Linked DNA regions of Zea mays: all the other regions are linked to region 3. Evidence: chromatin contacts called from public Hi-C data. All regions are on one chromosome and are shown on one strand. The core of a region is the stretch at or near the end of the contact, and the rest is flanking DNA. Distances in the headings are between cores, read along the strand shown. Region 1 holds the start of LOC100381682. Region 2 has its middle 28 kb from the start of LOC100381682. Region 3 holds the start of LOC103653956 (protein NRT1/ PTR FAMILY 8.3).

What was found. Hi-C and Micro-C count contacts between places; a contact is called where the count stands out from the background.
Region 1: a contact with region 3 is called in a Hi-C map of leaf, with 3 times the contacts expected there. The contact joins the promoter of LOC100381682 here to the promoter of LOC103653956 in region 3. A contact is called at or near these places in 4 of 25 Hi-C or Micro-C datasets (bundle sheath, ear and leaf) and 1 of 3 datasets of contacts at active chromatin or transcription factors (leaf).
Region 2: a Hi-C map of tassel shows a contact between it and region 3, with 2.6 times the contacts expected there. The contact joins the enhancer-like site here to the promoter of LOC103653956 in region 3. A contact is called at or near these places in 4 of 25 Hi-C or Micro-C datasets (ear, leaf and tassel) and 1 of 3 datasets of contacts at active chromatin or transcription factors (leaf).

Annotation. Positions count from the first base shown.
Region 1 is chr4:164,082,833-164,087,629 of Zm-B73-REFERENCE-NAM-5.0, forward strand. It overlaps LOC100381682, which reads right to left and starts at 1,309. Exons shown (of 3, transcript NM_001174495.1): 1 at 354-1,309. The coding sequence starts at 904.
Region 2 is chr4:164,110,209-164,114,792 of Zm-B73-REFERENCE-NAM-5.0, forward strand. It overlaps the pseudogene LOC109945849. Among protein-coding and RNA genes, the nearest start is that of LOC100381682, 28 kb to the left of the region's middle. Within about 2 kb of position 1,288, at least 14 of the 20 cell types and tissues checked have an H3K27ac peak or open chromatin away from gene starts, as enhancers often do. A contact at or near this core is called in ear, leaf and tassel, where this site is marked.
Region 3 is chr4:163,932,945-163,937,709 of Zm-B73-REFERENCE-NAM-5.0, forward strand. LOC103653956 (protein NRT1/ PTR FAMILY 8.3) reads right to left here and starts at 1,337. Exons shown (of 4, transcript XM_008680775.4): 1 at 975-1,337; 2 at 575-671; 3 at 207-424; 4 at 1-80. The coding sequence starts at 1,031.

The DNA.
Region 1 (4,797 bases), core at 59-2,558, 150 kb after region 3:
GCTACCCTTTTTTGTGTATCTACTATCTAGATTCTAGAACATTTGATCTTGCTATTTTTTATTTGTTACAACCAAAAGGTTGGCTGTGCCGATGTATATATAATAGCTTTCTTGGAAGATGCAGAATGACGAAAGGAGCACAGGTGTGGGGAGCAGGAGAAGCGATTAGCACCGCTATCCCTGACCCTGAATTACAAATCTCGAGCCGTGACTCTAGCACAAGAAAAATCCATGCAAAATTCAAGCAAGCCACGAGAAGAAATTTTCCAAGAAATTAAGGAAGGGCTTGCTTCATATGCTTGACAATAATGATCACGAACTGCTTAGATCTGGCAGCGATCGCTGTGCCGAACCTGCGCTTGATCCCGCCGCAGTGCGGCGACGGCATCTGCATCCCGGCGATGGCGTCGAACGCGCACGGCGGGCCAACGGGCAGCCCCCCGGGCATCATCGCCGGCACGCCGATCTTGACGGTGTCGCCGCCCATCATCACCGAGTACGGCCGTACCTCTCTCGGCGACAGCGCGGGCATCTGCGGCGGCCCGCCGCCCTCCACCATTCCGCCCCGGCCGCCACCGACAGCGGGCGCCTCGAAGTCAAAGAAGTCGGCAGGGCTGGGGTCAACGCCGGCGGAGTCCGCGCGGAAGTCGCTGGCGAATGGGCCCGAGAGGCCGGCGAAGGCGCCGCCGTCCGACGACGACGATGACCGGGCTGGCGGGAAGAGGCCGGGTGGTCCAGCTGGCTCGGCCGGGAGCTGCCACCCCGTGGTGGCCGTGGAGGAGAGCTCCGCGACAGCTGCCGGATGCATCGCGCCGCCGGCTCGGACGACGTCCGTGAGGTCTCCTCCGGCCTGATGGTGGTGGTGGCGGTCGTCCTCCATCCTTTGTAGGAAGTAGTCGCACATGGCTCGCTCGCCCCTCTAGCTAGCTGCTGCCTGCTGGTACGTCTATCTGGTACTCCTTCCTCTCGATCTCTCTTTCCGAGTCTTCTGTAACACGAGAGCGGCAAAGCTCTTTCGTTCCTGGCAATTCGCAAGAACCGAAGGAAGCAAACTGATTTAGGGTTGTATAGGTAGAAGGAAGTCGAGGGTTGAGAGAAGCTGCTAGCTTGCGAGGGTTAGCTAGCTCGGCTGAACTCGGTCGATCCAGCAGGCTTGTTTGTTTTGGGTGTGAGAGAGGAAGGGCGAGGGGAAGCGGATGATTTGAGCGGTGGGCTACCTGTGCAATCAAACTGTCCTTTCTTTTACTAGGATAGGACAAGACAGGGACTGAGGGAGAGGAGAGAGAAGGGCCGGGGGGCACAGCAAGGGCCGGCCAAGGGCAAGGGCTTGCTCAGCTGGGAGCGGACAAAATAGTGGCAGAGGGTGGAGAGAGGGAACTGGGAGTGCTAGCTAGCTTGCTCTTTTTGCTGATGATGGGAAAGTATGCACGGTCGCTGACTTCATTTCCCGGACTGATAGTGTTCTGTTCTCGATGCGCGGAAAATACGGCATGGAGCCGCGGTAAAACAAAACAGATATTAAATAAAATAATAGTAGAGCGAGCCGCCCCGCGCGAACGCGGTCAAAAATTTGGGAGGGGGCCGGATCTCACGGCGGATCAGTCAGGAGGTCGTGGACGCTGCTGTATCGTGCCGGCCGCTGCCACCATGGCAGAGCGAGCGTCCTGCCGGCCGGCTGCTGCCGCGGCAGCAATGCAAGCAAGTCCAAGAGCGCAAGCCATATGGTATGGCGACGCGACGCGACGCGCTACATGGGTTCATGTCATGCATGCATTGGTATGGTGCCTGCTAAAGTCCGCGTGCCTGTCGGTAACCGTGCAGGATCTCTAATTCACTAAGTAAAAACAATCATGTGTGACGGTCTTGTTATCTTCGACGGCCGCGCAGGAGACCGTCGGAGGTAGCCTTATGTTCGAGAGCCTGGGCTGGCCGTCGGACATAACACCTTACCTCCGACGGCTGTCAGAGGGCCGTCGGACATAAGGTTATCTCTGACGGCCCGTATTACAGCCGTCGGCGATAAAGCGATTTAACCGCGCGGCCAGGGAACACCATTTTATTTTCCATCTTTCCAGCGCGCGCCACCGTCGTCCTCGAGCTGCCCGCCGCTGCCACGGCCCTGCCGGCCACCGTGCTGCGCCCCGCCGCGCTGCCCGCCCCGCCCGCCCGCCTTGCAGCCCGCGGCCGCGCTGCCCGCCGCGCTGCCGCCCCGCTCGCCGCGCAGTCGTCCCCGTCACCGCCGTGCTGCCCCGCCCGCCCCGCCCCGCACTCTCAAGTGAGTAGTTTAAGTATTATTCTGTATATGTTAATCTAGTTTTGTAGTTGCAATTTTTGTTGTTAAATAATTAGTATGTTAAATATTGTTTAATTTATTGTGTGCGATGGCCGAAATTTGATTATGTAATTAATTTAGTTTGTTTTCGTTTACTTAGTGGTGCTTAGATAATTTAAATTTTTAATTTCCGAGGGTAATTATTATGCCCTCGAAAATAAGGTCATTTTATATGATTTGTCACCCGTGATAATGTTATGTAGTGGTGTCTATATAATTTAAATTATTAATTTCCGAGGGTAATTATTATGCCCTCGGAAATAAGGTTATTTTACATGATTTAGGGTCCCGTTAAATTATTTTTCTTGTATTAGTGTGATTTATTAGATTAGAGGCGTGATTAACTTAACTAATCAAGTTAACATCTCGTATCTAGTATGGAGGATGATCGTCGATGGATGTATGAAGGTTGGAAGGAAAGAGGTGCTCTATCAAGTGAGTGGGTTGCTAAGACTGACGCGTTTCTCGACCGTGCTTTTGCTCGGTCAGAGACTGGAACCGATGTTAGGTGCCCTTGTACCAAGTGTCGGAACATTTATTTCCTTGACAGGAGGACTATGTCGATAGATCTTTGCAAGAACGGTTATATGCCAGGCTATGAGGTGTGGGTGCACCACGGTGAGGACCCACCTCCTCGTATTGTATCGGAAGTACAGTCACATGAAGAGGAGGACTACGATAGGATGGAAGAGATGCTTGACGATGTACGCCATGAGCTTCTAACCGTCGATTCGGAGAACCCCGGTCAACCCACCGAGTTTGAGGATCCAGCTACACCTGAGGTTCAAAAGTTCTTCGAGCTCCTTAAAGCTGCCAAAGAGCCGTTGCATAGAGATGGCAATGGGTAAAAACCCGCTGGGTATTACTTGCCCAAACCCGTACCCACGAAGAAAAAACACGCCCGCTAAAAAACCCATACCCGTGACGGGTATAAAATTTTGCCCAAACCCATACCCATGCGGGTTTCGGGTACCCAACGGGTTTCCCATACCCACTAACATCAACATAAAAAATAATTCATCATGTAAATGACAATCAATACATTAATAAGCTAGCATAAAAGGAACAAGTGATAACTAATTTTAGCCTAAAAATTGTTACATGAAGTTTATTTCAATTAGAACTTATTCAATTAATAATATTATGAGACATATTTATAAGTAATGTTGATTTTAAGGCGGGTTTTAAAAACCCATGGGTTTGCGGGTATGGGTAGTGGAAGAACAAACCCATGCCCACGTACCCGTTGGGTTTCCATTTGAACCCATTAACAAACCCATGGGTAGAGAAATTGACCCAAACTCATACCCTAATAGAGCAAAAACCCACCGGGTTTCGGGTAGCGGGTACCCATTGCCATCCTTACCGTTGCATGAGCACACAAAAGTGACCGTCCTTGTAATTGTGACTCGACTTATGGCTATTAAGTCTAAGTTTGCATTCTCAAACAACTGTTATAAGGAGCTTTTGAACTTGATCAGTGATGTACTTCCGAAGAATCACAAGATGCCAAAGGACATGTATCAGTCTAAAAAGTTGTTATCTGGGCTCGGTATGGACTACGAAAAAATCGATGTCTGTGAAAATAATTGTATGCTTTTCTGGAAGGAGACCGCGGGTGAGAAGAAGTGTACTGTATGTGGTGAGCGTAGATTTGTTGAGGTTGAAAACGACGATGGTTTGACCGTGACTACGAAGATTGCACGTAAGCAGCTTCGTTACATGCCTCTTATACCTCGGTTGAAACGTTTGTTCATCTCCAAGAATACAGCCAGACACATGAGGTGGCATAAAGAAGGGGTACGTGAGAATCCAAATGTCATGGTGCACCCAGCTGATACAGATGCATGGAAGGCACTAGATGCTTTTGATTCCAGCTTTGCTGATGAAGTGCGGAATGCCCGCTTCGGTTTGGCAACAGATGGTTTCTCGCCATTCAATCTAACTGCAACGTCCTACTCATGTTGGCCCGTCTTTGCTGTTCCATACAACCTTCCACCAGCTCTTTGCATGAAATATGAATTTAGTTTCTTGTGTCTTGTAATACCTGGTCCGGATCATCCTGGAACAAAGATCGATGTGATGATGAGACCCCTGATTGAAGAATTGAAAATTTTGTGGGAAGGAGTCGAGGTGTACGATTGTTACAAGAAACAGAAGTTCAACCTGAGAGCCACGTTTTTATGGTCTATTCATGATTTTATGGCTTATGGTATCTTTACTGGATGGAGTTGTCATGAGATTTTGACATGTCCGATATGTGTTGAAGACACTTTATGCTTTCGACTAAAGTTTGGTGGAAAGATATGTTACTTCGATTGCCATAGATGTTTTTTGCCAGAGGATCACCCGTTCAGGTTCGATAGGAACACTTTTAAAAAGGACACGATTGTGACGAGGGGACCACCCAAGCGTCTAAGTGGTCTAGAGATTCTCGCGAGACTTAATGATTTGAAACTAAACGA
Region 2 (4,584 bases), core at 38-2,537, 180 kb after region 3:
ATGTGTATCCTGACAAGCCATATCGCACTTTTCCTCAGCCACTGGTTATCTTAGATTAGCTACGGATCAGTCCAAATATACTTCCGTAATCGCCAAATTAATCAGTTATGTCCACCAAGGTATCAATTGTTGGTGTGCTTTCCCCTCTCTAATCAGTTGTTTTGTTACATATGCTCATAAAAATAATTTTGAAGTATACTTTTATGAAACTGTGTTTCAAAACAAAAAACAAAAAAATCTGAGCTCAAGATACACAAAATAATTAACAGTATGCAACTAAAGTTTGGAATAATATTAACTTGTGATACCTTGAAAACCCCACTTATTTAGAACTCTGACGAGGGAGTAATTTATGTACCACCATATCCCCTGGTGCACATATATTTTGACCTCTTCAAATCTAGCAATTTGTTCTTGATTAGTAAGCTACGTAGGTAGCTACTAGCTAACATATATATAGGAGTATTAGGCAAATCGTACTCTAGTGTCAAGGATAACTGTATAGGAGTATCACACATTATACAGACTGAATAATTATATTATCTCTTGCCAGTACGTGAGTATAAAAAATAAACTAGTGACGCTAATGAGTAGGGTACATCACCTATATATCCTGTCCATACGCCAATGCCCTGTCCACGCTTACCTAAATCTGCCCGGGATGTTACGTTGCTCAGATCACGTGGACCGATCGATATTCCACTCGAAATGGCCGAAGGTGCTTGAAATTTAATATATATATATATACGGCTGGTTTTTCAGTCACTTGAGAAAAAAATAGGAAAACTACCCATGAAGTTCCATAAAACTTGCGTTGTGCGTGTGAAGCCCAATTAAACACTGATTTGTCTCTGCACATCGATCCTTGCATTGGTGTCATTTCAATCTGCTCGTGATTAAGGCACGCGTTAATCGAAGTGCCTTGCGATGAGACCAATATGGAGTACTACAGTACGTAGAGTAATCCAGTTTGGGGAGGCGTGTGTGTACATGTGAACCACGCAGTTGATTTTGATTAGGTTGCCGGGATGCTTTTAATTAGTACTACTCAGGAAGGAGACAGCGCAGCGGGGGGGGGGGGGGGGGGGGGGGGTCACCTTTGCTTCCACTGACAGGCATCTTCTCCCCTCGATTTCTGCTTCTCGAAGTGAGCTCCCGATCCTTAAAAATCGTTGACTTGGAGAAGGCCGGGAACAGGAGTCAAAATTTGGACCCCCAAGTCGGACTGGATGGATTTAAACTGGGCTCTTGAAGGCCTTTGGAGTTTCTGGCTCAAGATCAATAAGCCGTCGGCCCTAAACTAAGTTCAAAGCCCATGGACATGTATAAGCAAAAGGCCCAGTTTACCTGTCATGGTCTGATTTTCCTTCTTTTTAACTTAAAACTAGGCAGCCTACCCTGACCAACTTAAGGAAACCATGTACATTACATCCTAGTTCAGGTTAGAAGTTGTTTCAGGTGGGTAAATAATTTTTTATATATTTTTCACGATTTAGTAATTTAGAATGATTTACTATTTTGGGATATTTACATTATTTCTATTTTTCTAAGGCTAAGTATAGTTTTAGAATATTTTAGAGATACTTTTTGAAGCTATAACTATCTTTTTTTTTGGGATTGTTGTGTCCAAATTTACCGGTTTTTTCTCCTAACTGAGGATGAAACCATCTTAAACCCCAAATTTAACCGGAGTAAGCAGGCAATTTAAATGGATTTTGAGAGTTGGCAAGATATAAGATATGTGATTTTGAAATTTAAGAAGAAAAACTATAATGCCAAAAAGGATATAAAGGATTTTTTCATGGTAATATAGAGCTTGTTTGGTTGGGCTTCAAAATTTGCCCACCAAAATCATGGCAAGGCAAAAAAAAAAACTATTAGGCTTGACAAATGCCGTATCAGCCATCATGGGGCTTCACCTCCAACCAAATTAGTATCACATGTTGTCCTTTTGACTATTGCAGCACCAACAACTCAGAGGTCGTAGGGAGCTCCTCGTCGTATGGTTACACTTCTAAACCAACAATCAAGAAGCATATAGCTAAAAATCATGCATCACGGCCTGAATAAAGGAGATTTACATTATAGCGATTATAAAAGAAAAGATAAAGTATAAGTTACATCATTAAACAACTACATGTAACTAACTTGTGGTCTATGCACATAAAGGACCAAGATATCTAAGAGAGATGAATTAGCAGGGGCGGATCTAGGAGGGTTTATTGGGGTCAGTCGATCCTGATAAAATTTGTAAACCCTTTAGCAAAACACCGTTAAAGTTTTAAAAATATTAGATCATATAGTGAAATTCACCTCAATGACCCCAACAATATTTCTTGTTAGATTCGCCACTGTGAACTAGGCTTCTCTAAAAATTCTTGCATAAGTTATCTATAGTATACTTAAAGTACCAGTTTCAACGGTCGTCCTACGTCGTTTTTTTTTTGCAAAAAGGCCCTTCCACTTATTCCAAATCAAACAGTAGACACGTGTGAAGCGCTAGATTGCGATCACCAACGGCCTACACTGATCCCCAACTCCCTCTTTTCCCGCTGCCTCTCTCGCATCGCTACCGCCATTCTCGTGCACTTGAAGGAGAAGATAAGCCTTCGAGCACGCGCCCTCTTTCACACGTCTCGCACTGCGCCGCCGCTGCGCAATTATTTGTTTGCAGGTGCATGTGATCGCACATGGATATGTAACAACCCGCCCAATCCCTGGACCGGCGGTACTCACTCCTGGCAGCTCTCTAGGATCATATATTGTCCCCACAGACCAACACGAGTCTTTTGTGTGCACTTTGTCCTCACTCATGCGCACCCGAGAAAACTTCCCGGTCGGTCACCCATCCCAAATTGCTCAAAGCCAAGCACGCTTAACTTGGAGGTTCTTTTGAGACAGACATCCGAAAAAGAAGATGCACCTTGTTGGTATGGATACTCTATTAATTCTATTAAGCCTTGGGTCAGGACATCACCATCCTAGGGGCCAGGATATCACAATCCACCCCCCTTAGAAGACCGACGTCCTCGTCGGTCAACCCCAATTCAGGAACCTCCCCTCTTAGCCACGTCTGTGTGTCTAGTGTCGTCATATGTCATGCCATGTGACCACTCCGGGCCCACATGCGCCATGCGCCATATACCCGAACCCCTAGCCCACACACGGCCATGAAACCGCGAGGGTCGGCTCTGATACCATTTGTAACAACCCGTCCAATCCCTGGACCGGTGGTACTCACTCCTGGCAGCTCTCTAGAATCATATATCGTTCCCATAGACCAACACAAGTCTTTTGTGCGCACTTTGTCCTCACTCATGCGCACCCGAAAAAACTTCCCGGTCGGTCACCCATCCCAAATTGCTCCAAGCCAAGCACACTTAACTTGGAGGTTCTTTTGAGACAGGCATCCGAAAAAGAAGATGCACTTTGTTGGTATGGATACTCTATTAATTCTATTAAGCCTTGGGTTAGGACATCACCATCCTAGGGGCCAGGATATCACAGGATACAGGCTCCAACACTCTCTGTTTCGACCTCCGGGGGGCGTGGATGAGAGTGCAGACAATATCATCCCACTCTCATGACGACGACGACCTCTCGTGTCATGGCTCGGTCTACGGACTCTCGCTGGCCAAGGTGGAGACGCCGCTGGGCAAGCCGCTATAGACCATGAACCTGGACGACTTCCTGTGAACCATACTCCCAGGTGCGGTGGGCCCGCCCGGTGGCCAAGAAGACGGTGGACGAGGTATGTCACGAGTCGTGACATCCAGAGCGCTGGTGGTGGCGGTCGCCAGCCCTCCATGGCGAGATGATGCTCAAAGACTTCCTCTCCCGCGCCTAGAGATGTCAATGGGGAATTCCCCACCGGGTTATAGCATCTCATACCCATCCCCATCATGTTTGATCCATCCCCATACCCATCATGGGTACAAAACTCATCTCATACCCATCCCCATTCGGGTTTTGGGTCCCCAAGGGGTCCCCAGCCCCATTTAAGGGATAACTAGGTACTAACATGTAGCACAAATTATCTAGATTTCAGACATCACTACATCGGCATGCACTCATCCATGAACCATGATCCATTCATCCATCCATCAGAAAAAATAAGTACTTCCGGACCGATAGAAGAAATGGAGAAATGGAGTTTGCTCACCTTCCTTGGTCACCATCTGAGTTCGTTGGCGCTTGAGAATCCATGGTCGTCACCATCGTCTGGGCAGGGCGTAGCATATGGCTGGTTATTTTAGGGTTTTGTTTTTTGCTAGTCTGCTAGTTGCCTTGTCGTGTTGCCTTGTTGGGCTAGGACCTAGGGCCTGGTGCGCTACCATGCTGGGCTTGGTGGCCGGCTCGACCTCAACTCATTCATACAAACACGACAGGTGTACACGTATGAAATACCCATGGGTAATCGTGTTCGGATTATTGCTTCCCAAACCCATACCCGTTTATCCAATGGGTGGAGATTTTGTCCCATATCCATACCTATGGGGACAATTTTCATCCCATACCCGTACCCTAATAGGGGAATTCCCCATGGGTTGGCGGGTATCGGGTCCCCATTGACATCTCTACCCG
Region 3 (4,765 bases), core at 87-2,586:
TTGGCGCCGAACACCGAGGTGGCGCCGCCGAGCGCCGCGGCTGTGGGCAGGAACGCCGAGAAGGTGACGAACATCATCCCCTGCAGGTGGCACGCGGGCAGGCGTACCGCGTACGTACGTAGAACGAGTCCGTTAGCCCAAATGCGCAAGGCGTGGCGTGGCGTGGACGGATGTGGACGAGGATGAATCGACGAGGTGCTGCGTACAAGGAGGTAGACGGCGAGAGAGACGAGGATGGTGTTGTAGTTGCCCAAGAAGGTGTCGGCGATGATGGCGCCGAAGACCGGCGTGAGGAAGCTGGTGCCGAACCACGTGGTGACGTCGGAGGCGCTGGCCAGGTTGCTGCCGTGGAGGACGGTCTCCAGGTACACCACCAGGTTCGTGGAGATGCCGTTGAACGCCGTGCTCTCCAGACACTCGAACCCTGCACGCCGCAGACGCAGAGGCAATTGAGCGCGTTCCAGTAGCACATTGCATTTCAGTTCTTGTGGTTGAACATCACATACATGCATCCCGTTACCAGGAGAACGAAAGGAAAAACTGAACATGCTGGGAGCTATGCTCAGTTGCTCACCAAGAACAACCGCCGGCGCCTTGCTGCCGGCACGTTTCTTATCCTTCAACAGTGGCACTTGGAGGCTGTCGTCGTCCCGAACCTTTGGGCCTTGACTCTGCGGTACGGTGAAGAAACAATACACAAGTTGTCAGTGACAGGAGACTCTGCGTTTGTCAATACACACGGCGTATATGCTTTACTGGGCATATGTAATACTTATAACAAGAGGAAATAATAAAAACAGTAAAGAAAAAGCTAGTAAAATATAGTGTGTCAGAAACGATGTGTGTGTTTTTCCCTGTCTCGAGACGGAATTGGATCCTAGACCCCGATCACTAACCAAGAAAAGCATGCATTGAACGCCGAAACGTGGAAATAATAAGGTTGAATGCAGAGAGAGAGAGGTCCGGGCCGTTACCACTGGCAGGAGCGGCGCGCGGTCGCCTCTCTCCATGGCGTCCCCGGCAGCGTCCATCGCCGACCGCACCGGGAGCTGTGGACGAGACCGCGAGCGAGGCGCGACGTGATCCTCGGACGGGGGAGGGGGAGCGGGAGCGAGCGGCGGGCCGGCGCGGCAGACAGACTAGCTGGCGGTTGGCTCCGTCCGGGCTCCGGCCGCCGCTGCTGCTGCTGCTGCTCGGTGTCTGATGGTTGCCAAAACTGCTAGGTAGCTGGCTGCATTATATAGGAAGCGGAGCGCGCGCACTGGCTCGGCTCAGCTCGCCGGTGTGCCTGACGGCGGAGAGGGAGAGAGATGTCGTCCGTCCCGGCACGTGATGGGCAGGTTGGTGAGTGAGTAGGTAAAGATGTTTTGTTGCCTCTTTGGTTAGCTTAGGAGTGGATAAAATAAAATGATATAAAACGCCAACGCGCGCGAGAACGCTTCAAATCCGCGCGGGTTTTCACCCGAACAAGGCAGGGTCAGGCAACAGGGGGGGTGCATGCTGCCACTGCCACGGCACGGACGGAAACAGGGCAAGAGCTGGGTTGGGTGGTCGCGGGCTTTCAGACCCCGGGAATTTCTGTTGTGCAGACTGCAGAGTAGTAGGTGGAGGTGGCTGCTGCAGCAATGCATGGTGGTGGACTGGTGAATTGGGCCGTGCTCTTGGCATCCAAATTCCAAAGTCTCCCGTCAGCTGCCGCGACGCCAAGCCTCCGGACAACGAGCTTCAGTTCCGTGAAGACAACAAACCACCAAGTCAACCCATAACCTAACTATACGTAGTTGCGTGCGTGTGCTACGTAGGGAATATATCGAATACAAACCACGTATTGGTGTAAATTCCGTGCAAACCTGATAAAAAAGTTTCAAAAAATTCTGAAAAAATATGAACGTACATCTCAGCTTACCTTATATATATATACTAGCAGTTACAAAAAAGACAAATTTTGGTGCATTTAAACTATTATTGTTTGTCAGAAATTTTGTCTTTTTGTAACTGCTAGAGTAAGATGAATTTGACCATTAAATTTTGTATATAGATAATGTAAGCTGAAATGTGCATTAATGTTTTTTTCAAGATTTTTTGAAACTTTTTTAGTAGATTTGCATGGGGTTTATACCAAAACGTGGTTTGCATTTGATATGTTCCCGTATATGTAAGCTTATTACGCGATCTCCTTGAAGCAAGCTGGCAACCACGCATTGGTCAGAACGATATCATCGAAAGGATATAGTTTCTTTCAAGCTCAGCTCGTCAAATCTTCTTTTGGCAAGTGATCCAGTCGAGAGATTGGACAAACCATCTCAGCTTCAGGGGGTGTTTGGTTAGAGGGACTAAAAATTAGTCTCTAGTTTTTAGTCTCATTTAGTCCCTTTTTTCCAAACACTAGGACTAAAATATAGACTAAAATGATTTAGTCTTTAGGGGGTGTTTGGTTTATAGGGACTAAACTTTAGTTCCCCACTTAATTCCATTTTAGTTCATAAATTGTTAAATAGGGAAACTCTATATTTAGTAATTTAGGGACTAAAATAGAATTAAGTGGAGGGACTAAAAATTAGTCACTAGAAACCAAACACTTCCTTAGTCCTTCACATAGGTGCTAAAAGAGACTAAAAGGTCATAATTATCATGTTACTCTTACCTTTTTGTATGAATAACTAATATTAGGGGTATATTCTAAGGGCATTTGAGTCTTTGGACATTGCATTTAATGACTTTAGAATCTGTTTAGTCCCTAGAACCAAACATGTAGGGACTAAAGTTTAGTTCTAGGACTAATTGAAACCAAACATGGCCTCAGTTCATTTTCGTCGCGATCGGGTGACGACGTCACGTGTTCACATATTGGGGAAAATAATAATAATGATAATACTAATAAAAAAAGCGATGGAGACTGGAGAGATTGGACAAGATGCAGAAGCTTGGTCATGCGAACTTCAGTTTCGAGTTCAGAATCTTCTGTATGGAAACAAAAAAAACACGTGCCATGGATGCCTGTTGTTTGAACGGTGAAATTAACTGCTGCCGTCGTCATCGCGAGACCACGTACTGAATCTTCTCTTGTACACATCACTAATAAAACTGCATTACACTAATGAAACGACGACGACGGAGATTTCAGCACGTGCATGCAGAATCAGAGGAAGTGCCTTCGCGTTTGGTCGTCACAGAGCACCATTACCCTTGTTAATTTTGTGGTTGTTGAGAGAAAAAAAACCCAACTTAATAAAAGTATAGACGCATGAAGAAACTGGTCGTAAAAGATCTGTAAAGCAAGCTTGGGGTTTCTTGTGACATTTGCTCTCATTTTATTCAGCTCTTCTTATATATATACATGTAAACCGACAAGTAATCGTCTATTTTAATTCGTAACGCTATGCTGAGGCTGTGCGCACTCGGGAGCGCTAAAGCCTACTGCATAGATATGCAGTCAAGAAAATGCTGCAGTGAGGCACTCCATCCACGACTGCAAATATACAGAGGGCATGAGAAACGCCATATATAGCGTTCAACTCCAAATCTCTCTCCTGTCCTTCCGTCGTGGGAGTATGCTCCACGTATACAAGGCGGCAGACACAGCCACACAGGGAGGCAGAGTAAAGTACAAAAAAAATAATATAGTATGTGAAAAGTTGGTATAGAGTTGAGATATAGAGTAAACATGATAGCGGAGGATTGTGGTATAGAGTAGATAATCTTGCTGACGAGGACAGAATATTCTTTTTAGAGTATGGATTTAGAGTAGTATGAGTGCGGATAGCCTGATAACTTAAAACAGTTAAACTACTAGTCTGGTCTGGGCGGCTGGACCAACGGGTTGGTACAACAAATACCCTGAATGTTACTCACGTGCTCGCACCAGAACCCAACTGTGTTACCTAGAACCTCCTTAATCAATAGGATGACCTGGAGATTTTGACCAAGATGTCATGCTTGAAAAAAGCTGGTAGATGAGTTGGTGAATAGGATTACAAGCCAGAAACAGGCATTACCAGAATCAGATAAGAGAAAACAATGCACATCCCAAACTGCTGTGCGGCTTACAGTGGGGACAATATGAGGATACATCAATATATGTTTTGAATTAGTGTTCAACAACTTCAGTTGACAGATGTATGTATTATGTAACACGATCACCTACACCAAGTATGAACACAAGGTTGATTTGTCCATTTTAGTTTGGGTGGATGATGAATGGTTGTCTTGGTAATGTATGTTTTGAATTAGTGTCCAACAACTTCAGCTGACAGATGTATATATGTAGCACATGATCGCCTACTGCAAGTTGTCTTTTTTTTATTAGAACCTACTGCAAGTAATCTTTTTTTATAAGAACCTACTGCATGTTTTGAAGTAATTCCTAGTTACTGCACATGTTTCTATAATAATTTGAATAGAACATTGCCAGCACGCGAAAAAGATCATAACACCGCATACTATCAAGACGTCTTTTTTTAAAGACGCGGCAAGAGAATTACCACGTCCAAGCTTCATGAAGAGAAAAAAAAGAGAATACACTTACAAACACTTAACTAGCCAAACAGTCCTCGAAAAAGCCACCCAAGTACTCTAAATAGAAAAAGAAAAAAAAGGAGAAAATAATGCTATGGCAGAAACCCTATCAAGACGTCTTTTAAAAATCCCGATAAAATAAATTATTATAGAACACGCTATTACCGGACCCATGCTCCCGGTCCCGGGACCCTATACACTGAAGATCTGCCTTGACTATGGCTAAGGCTGAGGCCCACCGAGCAGGGGT